2 separate regions of the Zea mays genome follow, and region 1 is linked to region 2. The links are chromatin contacts, called in public Hi-C maps. All regions are on one chromosome and are shown on one strand. Each heading gives the region's core, a stretch centred on a gene start, on an enhancer-like site or on the middle of the called end of the contact. The rest is flanking DNA. Distances are from core to core; before and after follow the strand shown.

Region 1 (3,699 bases), core at 270-2,769, 210 kb before region 2:
GCATGATCGAGTCGCTCGTATGGACTGATCCCTGACTTAATCGCACCCATCAGGCCTTTGCAGCTTTATGCTGATGGGGGTTACCAGCTGAGAATTAGGAGTCTTGAGGGTACCCCTAATTATGGTCCCCGACAAAATCTGACTTAAATCTTCCCTGCTAACTTTTACTCTAATTGTGACGAAGGAAGATTTTGGACAATAAAGATGCATACCCTTTCAAAAAAGTCATTTTTAGCCGGAGCATAACCTAGAGAGTAGACAAAGAAAAGGGAAAGAGTTAACCGTATAGAAACTGCTGACAAAGTGAAAGCGAAAAGATCGTTGGAAAGATGCTAGCAATTTGTACCGAGCATTCACACGACAGAGTTTTAAAATGAACATATTAAGAAAAAACGAACATAATTCAGTTTGCATATATAAAAATAACATGTTGATGTAATTCAAAATGCATAAAAATACAAATGAAACCTCGATTAGAAAAATGAGATTGAACTTCGAGCCCGACCTCATGTTTAAGATCAACAAATCTTTTAGCGTACACTCGGCTCAAGTCCCAAACGTGAAATCAAGCATACCCGACGCAAAAAAAGGAGAGAGAATGTCCTAGTAGCCCTAGAGGGCTGGTCTGTGTGCCCCCACCCCGCTCACGGCCGTCTCTGCGGGCGTTACTAGGCACGACGACTGTCGCGACCCAAGTATCGCACGCATTGAGGAGGGGCATCCTCGGTCGGTGAGCGAGGCGGGGGTTGTCTCGACGGGCGGTACCAGGCACGACGACTATCGTGGCCGGGGCATCACACGCATGGCGCGAGCGGCGACAGCGGGGGATGGCGGGTGTTGCGGACCGAGCATCACGGGGTCAGTGACGGGGGCGGAGCGGGGGCATGTGGGCGGGGTCATGGGGCGGGGTTGCGGGCGAGGGGAGGACACCACCAATGTTGTTGTGGCGGCGGGGGCGAGGACGGGGCTGTGGGCGCGGGGAGGGGGCACACAGGCGGGGGGGGGGGGGGATGGAAGTGTGGTCGCCTACGTTAGACTCTTAATTAGTAGTATAGATTTTATAAAATTAGGAGATATGTTTTCCTTCTAGAGAGAGGAGGGCTTGGATTTTGAACGCAGTAGATGAACAAGGTCACGTAGACTTTTCCGTCGTGACTTAGGGCTCGTTTGGTAGAGCTCCGCTTCATGATTATCTAGCTCTGAGAGCCGATTTTCTAATAGAGTGATTACAAGTGATTCTCTAGCAGAAGTGAATCTATTCGATGAAAACCGTTTGACAAATAGACCGTGAAGTGATTCTTGAGAGGTTAGAGAGTGGGGAGCAGGGTGGGTGCGATGGGAAGTAATTTTTTAGCTATGATTTTATAATACAAAATAGAGACTAGGTTCACTCTACTCTCACCATAGAATAATTCAGACTTTACCGTTTGGGTCTGCGAGAGTTATTCTCATTAGAAGCGGAGCCTCTACCAAACACCCCCTGCCCTTACAGTCACTGAAAATGGGTCATCTCGAAGCCCATTAGCTCAATCGCGAGCACCCAAAACGGCCCAATGCACGCCTCTAACTCCCACTCCCGTCTTCCTCCTTCCCCGGACTCTGCCCCCTCCGCTCCTTCCACCTCTTCGGTTCTCCCCACCTGCACACCGAGAACCACCGCAGCACCGCTTCCACGAGGCAGCCGTCGCCGCCCGGGCTGGCAGAGCCATCTCGTACAAGCGTTCTCTGGGGTTCTAAGGCCCCTCCTGATCTCTTGGACAAGCAAAGGAGGTCTCTTGACTTGATTAGTGGGGTGAGGAGCGAAACGGGAGGCGATGGTGGTGGAGAGATAGGGGTTGCAGACATACAGAGTGATGGGGAGCTGCGCGGGAGAGGAGTGGCCCGGCGGCGTGACGGGGCCGGACGCCGAGGTCGGAGCGCTCGTCTGGGTGCGCCGCCGCAACGGATCCTGGTGGCCGGGCCGGATCCTCGGCATGGACGAGCTTCCCGAGAACACCGTCATCCCGCCGCGCTCTGCCGGCACGCCTATCAAGCTCCTTGGCCGCTCCGACGGCAGCATGTCCGTCCAAACCCTCGCCCTACCAATAACCCAACTCCCCCTATTGCCCTCTGTAATCACTCTGTTATGCTCCTTGTTCATGCGTTGATTCCGCTGGCTCCCGATGATCTGTTGCTACTACTGTTTGTACTTGGTCTAATGGTCATTGGATCACTCATGTTGTGTTCACTTTCAAGTCGGGCAAATAATAATTTTTTGGGTGGGACTTTTGGTTTAAGTACAATGGGAACTTCGAAAGGGAGGGTACTGTGTATGTTGGATTGATCTTAGGGCCTCCACGAAGTGTATAGCTACCTCAAACAAATTATTATTTCTGAAATGTATTTTTATGGATGTTTGCATACATATCTAGATAGGGGTGCTTACGGCTTACCATTATGCCTTAGCTCTAGATGTTGTTCTTGTTACCCATGGTGGCAGCATCAACTGAACGCATCTCTCACCCCCCTGTTGCTGAACCCAGAGAGTGGTATTAGGTAACTTAAGTATCCGTTAGGTGACAAGGATAAGGTTACCTTTCTATGTATGTCTTGGGCGGCAAAAAAAATCCATGCATTTCTTGAAATTAATACATATACATTAAAATTGTGTGCACAGTGATTGATATATTTTCTTGGTTTATATTTAGTCTATGAACATACTCTTCAAATCTTTGTGTATTTTAAACATTGTTCTGATATTAAGAAAATATTACCCTATATGAAGTTGGTTTTGAATTTTTTATTCATTCTGGTGAGCTGATGTTTCGAAGTTGTATACATGTTTTAGGCTTCAATATTTACTTTTAACTTCCCAAACAACTGCATAAATTAATGTTTATCACTCTTCCATTGCATCCTCAAATGTTTTCTGTTTGTAGCACTGAACATCATCAGTTTACTAAAGTATTGACCTGCACTCTAAAGTTTGAAATATCTATCTTACTTGCTATGTTGGACTTTGCCACAGTGACTGGTATAATCTTGAGAAATCTAAACGTGTGAAGTCATTTCGGTGTGGAGAATATGATGAATGTATAGAAAAAGCCAAGGCTCTAGCTCGCCAGCAAAAGAGGACACATGCTGAAGGGAGATATGTTCGCAGAGAGGATGCCATTTTGCATGCCCTTGAAATTGAAAGGTCCCATTTTTCAAATAACTGTGATGATTTTGAAGAGGAGACCGGCAATGATTTGTGTGCATCCCAGAATATGTGTTCTGCAAAATCTATAAATATAAATGGGCTCAGCAAAAAATCTCGTGGTGCAAGGAGTTTGTATGATACAGAAGAAAATTCAGCTCAAGAGTCATGTCAAACATTGACACTTTATAAAAAGCCACAAAATTTATCCTCTTCGAGCACTAGGTATGCATCGTCAAAAAGGAAGAAGCGGAAGGGACATAAAAATCATGAGGATGATACAGTTCAAGGATTCCAGCGTATGAGAGATCTTAGGGAGATTGGAACAAACAATGTTCCCAAGCAGAAGTCTGGTGCAGGAATTGTTTCAGATGTACCTCTTCTTGAAAGTGGACCAAGCTTTGACTATGATTTGTCCAGTGCCAATGGGATAAAAAAGGGTAAGCAGTCTCAGACATCCATAAAAAAGAAACGGTCCAATATCGGGCAATCCTGTGATAGTTTGAGTAAGAAAGATAGGC
Region 2 (4,152 bases), core at 417-2,916:
AGTTTTTGAAAACAGGGTGATGGTGTGGTCCTTTTGCTTTGGGCCTATTAATTCTCCCCATTTGGCATTAATCGCCAAAAACGAAGAAACTTAAGAGGACTTAAAATTTTCTCCCCCTTTGTAAAAGGATATGAGTGAAAGTTTATGAATAGGGCAAAGGATAAATGATACTGACAGAGTCGTAGCGGAAGCCTTGCCTTTGCCGAAAACTCCATTTTCCTTTCAATCTAAGACTAATCATAGAGATACTCATGGAAGCATATTAGTCTTAGCTTTTGGCAAAAGAAGAATAATAAATATGCATTTATACCAAATGAAAGAGATATGATCAAGGTATATCAATAAGCAATGTGTGCAATGTTTCAATCAAAGTTTCGAGAATCTTAGATGTTTAGCTCATTTCTAAGCTTGCTAAAAGTCTTTTCATCTAGGGGCTTGGTAAATATATCGACTAATTGGTTGTGGGTGCTAACATAAGCAATTTTGATATCCCTTTTGTTGGTGATCTCTCAAAAAATGATACCGGATGTCTATGTGCTTAGTGTGGCTGTGTTCAACGGGATTATCCGCCATGCAGATTGCACTCTTATTATCACATAGGAGAGGAACTTTGCTCAACTTATAGCCATAGTCCCTAAGAGTTTATCTCATCTAGAGTAATTGTGCACAACAGTGTCGTGCAGTAATATACTTGGCTTCGCGATGGATAGAGCTACTGAGTTTTATTTCTTTGAAGCCCAAGACACCCGGGTTAGCTTCTAGAGCATAGTCCAATGCTCCCTAGTGATGGTCTCACGCTCTTCAAATCATTCTCTTGCTTGTTTTCTTTGTGATCTTTTTGTTTGATTTAATTCTATATTATCTTTTATACACTTACATGTTGTCTTAGATCTTTAATGTCTTTTTAAGATGTTGAACTTTCAAAACTTTTTTGTCTTTATCTAAGTCCACGGTGTATTGTTTGAACTATAACTAAATACTCTAGTAAAGAATATTATTCTAAATAATTATATAGATCATTAAATACTAAAATTTTATTTTTAATATGTCTCAGTAGTTTCATATGATTCGGTGGGTGCTACTTGTCAGATAGTCGAAGACCCTACTCCTACTCCTTTATCCAAAACTTGTACGTGAGGGCTCGTGCTGTTCTCACGTGTCACCTTTTTGGTGTCACCTTTTCCAAAGAGGACACAAATCGGGGCAAATCGGACACTGGACAGCTCAGTACCGTGCACTTTGGATGATTGCACTTTGGTTTTGGCTCAAATTTAGAACAGTAAAAGCGTAAATCTAGACATATTTGTCATCCTAAAACCAGAGCTGTCAGATTCAGCTGCCAAGGAACCGTACATATAGTCATATAAAACATTATTTTACATGTAGACTACTTTATTGTTTATATTTTTATAGAATAGATTTTAAACTAGAAGATTAATAGTCAGGTCCCCAGTCCCCTTTTGAATTTGGTACTTTTTCTATGTTTTTCAGTAAAAATATATTGATTCATATAAACTTCTTATATGATTCCTCTGTATTATTTAATGGGCTTCAGGCTGTTGTGAGTTGGAATTGGAACACAGGCTGATCTATTCTTTGTTGGCTCTGGTACGAATCAGAGACAATTACCACGGCAGGCGTCCCCACGCCACGGCTGAGTACGGAGAAAGAATCCCTCTAGACTTCTCTGCAACCTGCGCGAGGCCGAAAGAGCAGCAACGGTGCGGAGGCAGGGAAGCAAAGCAATCCCCCACCTATATACGCGCCCCGCCCAGTAGGAGAGTAGGAGCTGCAAGGAGTCCGGTCTCCGAAAACCGACAAGACGATAGCAAATCGAAGGAGGACACGGCTGCTGGTGGCCGCATTCGGTCGGGGGAGGAGCACGAGGAGCCATGGCCTGCCTGCACGACCACAGCTGCGAGGATCACAACTGCGCCGCCGACTGGTCGCTCTACAACCACATCGACGTCCCCAAGGTCCTGTAATCCCCCCACTCCCTCTCACCAGTTGCCAGATTGATCCGCTGCCCCACCTCCCTCCTTATTGTGCCTTTGTTTTCGACGGCTTCGTAAGGTTCTGTTGGTACCCCGCGGCGCATCGGATTGTGCGACAGTATACAGTACAATAGGCGGTGAACAAGGATTTAGGGCGGCGGCTGACACGATCTCGTGCGCGCAGGTGGTGGCTCTCAACGAATCGGTGCCCGGGAGCGTCAAGTCCGTCTTCAAGCCCTGGGAGCAGCGCCTTGACACCTCGGGGGTATGTACCAATGCCTCCTCATGTCCACGTTGCCTTAGTTTATTTTTTAATGGAAGCTAGGGTTCACCGGCTCAGTTAGGAGATGCAGAATGTGTACATCTAGTTCAGTAACCACTAAGACCAGTTGTCCTTTTCTTATTATATTAGGACTTAGGAGTAATAAATTTCTAATGACCTTTTTTCTTCCTTTGTCGAGAATGCATCTGTTGTTATCTAAAATCTCCAAAACGAAGGCATATCTCGTGAATTATCGTCGTCTGTGAAATATGGCACATGTTTAAGTATTATATAGATTAGCTCCTTCATGATTGCTTGATGCTCTAGCATGCTTGATTGACAGCATGGTATGAAGTGAAGGTAGGAACATGGGCTTGGTTTAACTGCTGTGGGAGTGGTGGACTAAGCTGTAGAGGAAGGAGGAAGGAAAGGAGTGTGGTATCACATAGGAAAATTAAGTAACTAAACAGTGCTAAATAGTAAAGTGGGTCTGGAGAGCTGCGTGTCTTCAAAACAGTTCAGAAAAATTGTTATACAAGCAAGTTTCCGTTTTGTATTTATATAATTAGTGATTTTTTAGCTCAGATCCTGTTCTTTAAGTTCCTCATCATTGGTAAAATCTGCATTCTCATGAGCATTTTTGCTGCACCAGGGTTTTCTGGAGAGTAATGAGGGTGACCCTGAGCTACTTATTTTCATCCCGTAAGTAGCTGAAGTCACTTGCTCGTTTAATGTATATTCATGTGCTCCCCCAATTGTTACTTGTTTTCCTTTATTTTATTTTGAAAGATTAATTCTAATTTGCTTCATGACTTATAGTTGAAGTATAGCAACGTGATGAAGTGTTCTTTAACTAATTTCCTCAAACATAAGATTGCCTGAGGTATTCAGTTTATGAACTATGTGGTGTTTCAGGAGAAGTATATTTATTATATGGAATAGTTCATCGTTTTTTTCCTTTTTGTATTGTGATTGTTCTCAACAGACAACAGTTCACTCCAGGGCAGTGCTCGAACAGGTTGTAGTTATTGATATTTATTCTTCTTTCTCCTTTATTTTAGTCTTTTGGTGATTTGGTACTCAGCATTAACACTAGTAAAGTAATACTTCTTTCAGAGGTTTAAAACCCACATACCCAGAAATAATTCGTTGAAATGATGTCTGCAGAACATATGCCATGCCCTTTTTGCACATCCTTCCATCAATTTTGTGAAATATCCTAATTCCTAAGGAAATGAGAATGCTTCTTTTTAGTGTGTATCCGGCACTATGTTGAGTTGATATTGCATGCCCTTGCAGAAGTTACTTCTTCAGTCTGTACGTATACTTGCATTGAATTCATGACCTCCATGAATTTCTGTATGTTGATATTTCACTTTTGGTGGAATATTATCTTTATTTGGTTTCAGAGCTAAGAAATACCTTCCCCTATTTTTGTCTATAGTTCTCATCCAAAAAATGTTAAATATGTGTAATCCTGTCTTCCTGTTGGTTGTAGGTTCACATCAGATGTTAAGATCAAGAGCATTTCTGTTGTTGGTGGTGCTGATGGAACAAGCCCGTCAAGAATGAGAGCGTTAGTTTTAGAGATATAGCTTTTATTTTCCTTGTCCTTCTCTTTCTCATGGCATGATATTTATGAAAAATTACCTTGACATAATCCAGGTTTATCAATAGAGAAGGTATTGACTTTTCTGATGCTCAAAACATGCAGCCAGTGCAGGTAAGTATTCAATTTCTTTTTTTTTCCTTATCCGTGTCATAAGTGGAAACTCCACTTAAATGATGTACATTTCTCCTAGGAATGGGAATTAGCAGAGAACCTGCAAGGAGCTCTTGAGTACCAAACAAGGTATGTTCGTTTCCTTCCAGTGCCCTTTGATTTTGGTAACAGAT

Evidence for each region. A called contact is a pair of places that touch in the nucleus more often than the background predicts.
Region 1: a contact with region 2 is called in a Hi-C map of endosperm, with 2.1 times the contacts expected there. The contact joins the promoter of LOC103652628 here to the promoter of LOC100193621 in region 2. A contact is called at or near these places in 5 of 25 Hi-C or Micro-C datasets (ear, endosperm, leaf and 1 more).

The regions. Positions count from the first base shown.
Region 1 is chr3:231,787,817-231,791,515 of Zm-B73-REFERENCE-NAM-5.0, reverse strand. LOC103652628 reads left to right here and starts at 1,519. Exons shown (of 3, transcript XM_020550599.3): 1 at 1,519-2,059; 2 at 3,008-3,699. The coding sequence starts at 1,854.
Region 2 is chr3:231,576,619-231,580,770 of Zm-B73-REFERENCE-NAM-5.0, reverse strand. LOC100193621 reads left to right here and starts at 1,666. Exons shown (of 10, transcript NM_001358849.1): 1 at 1,666-1,976; 2 at 2,179-2,259; 3 at 2,909-2,958; 4 at 3,755-3,832; 5 at 3,922-3,979; 6 at 4,059-4,108. The coding sequence starts at 1,893.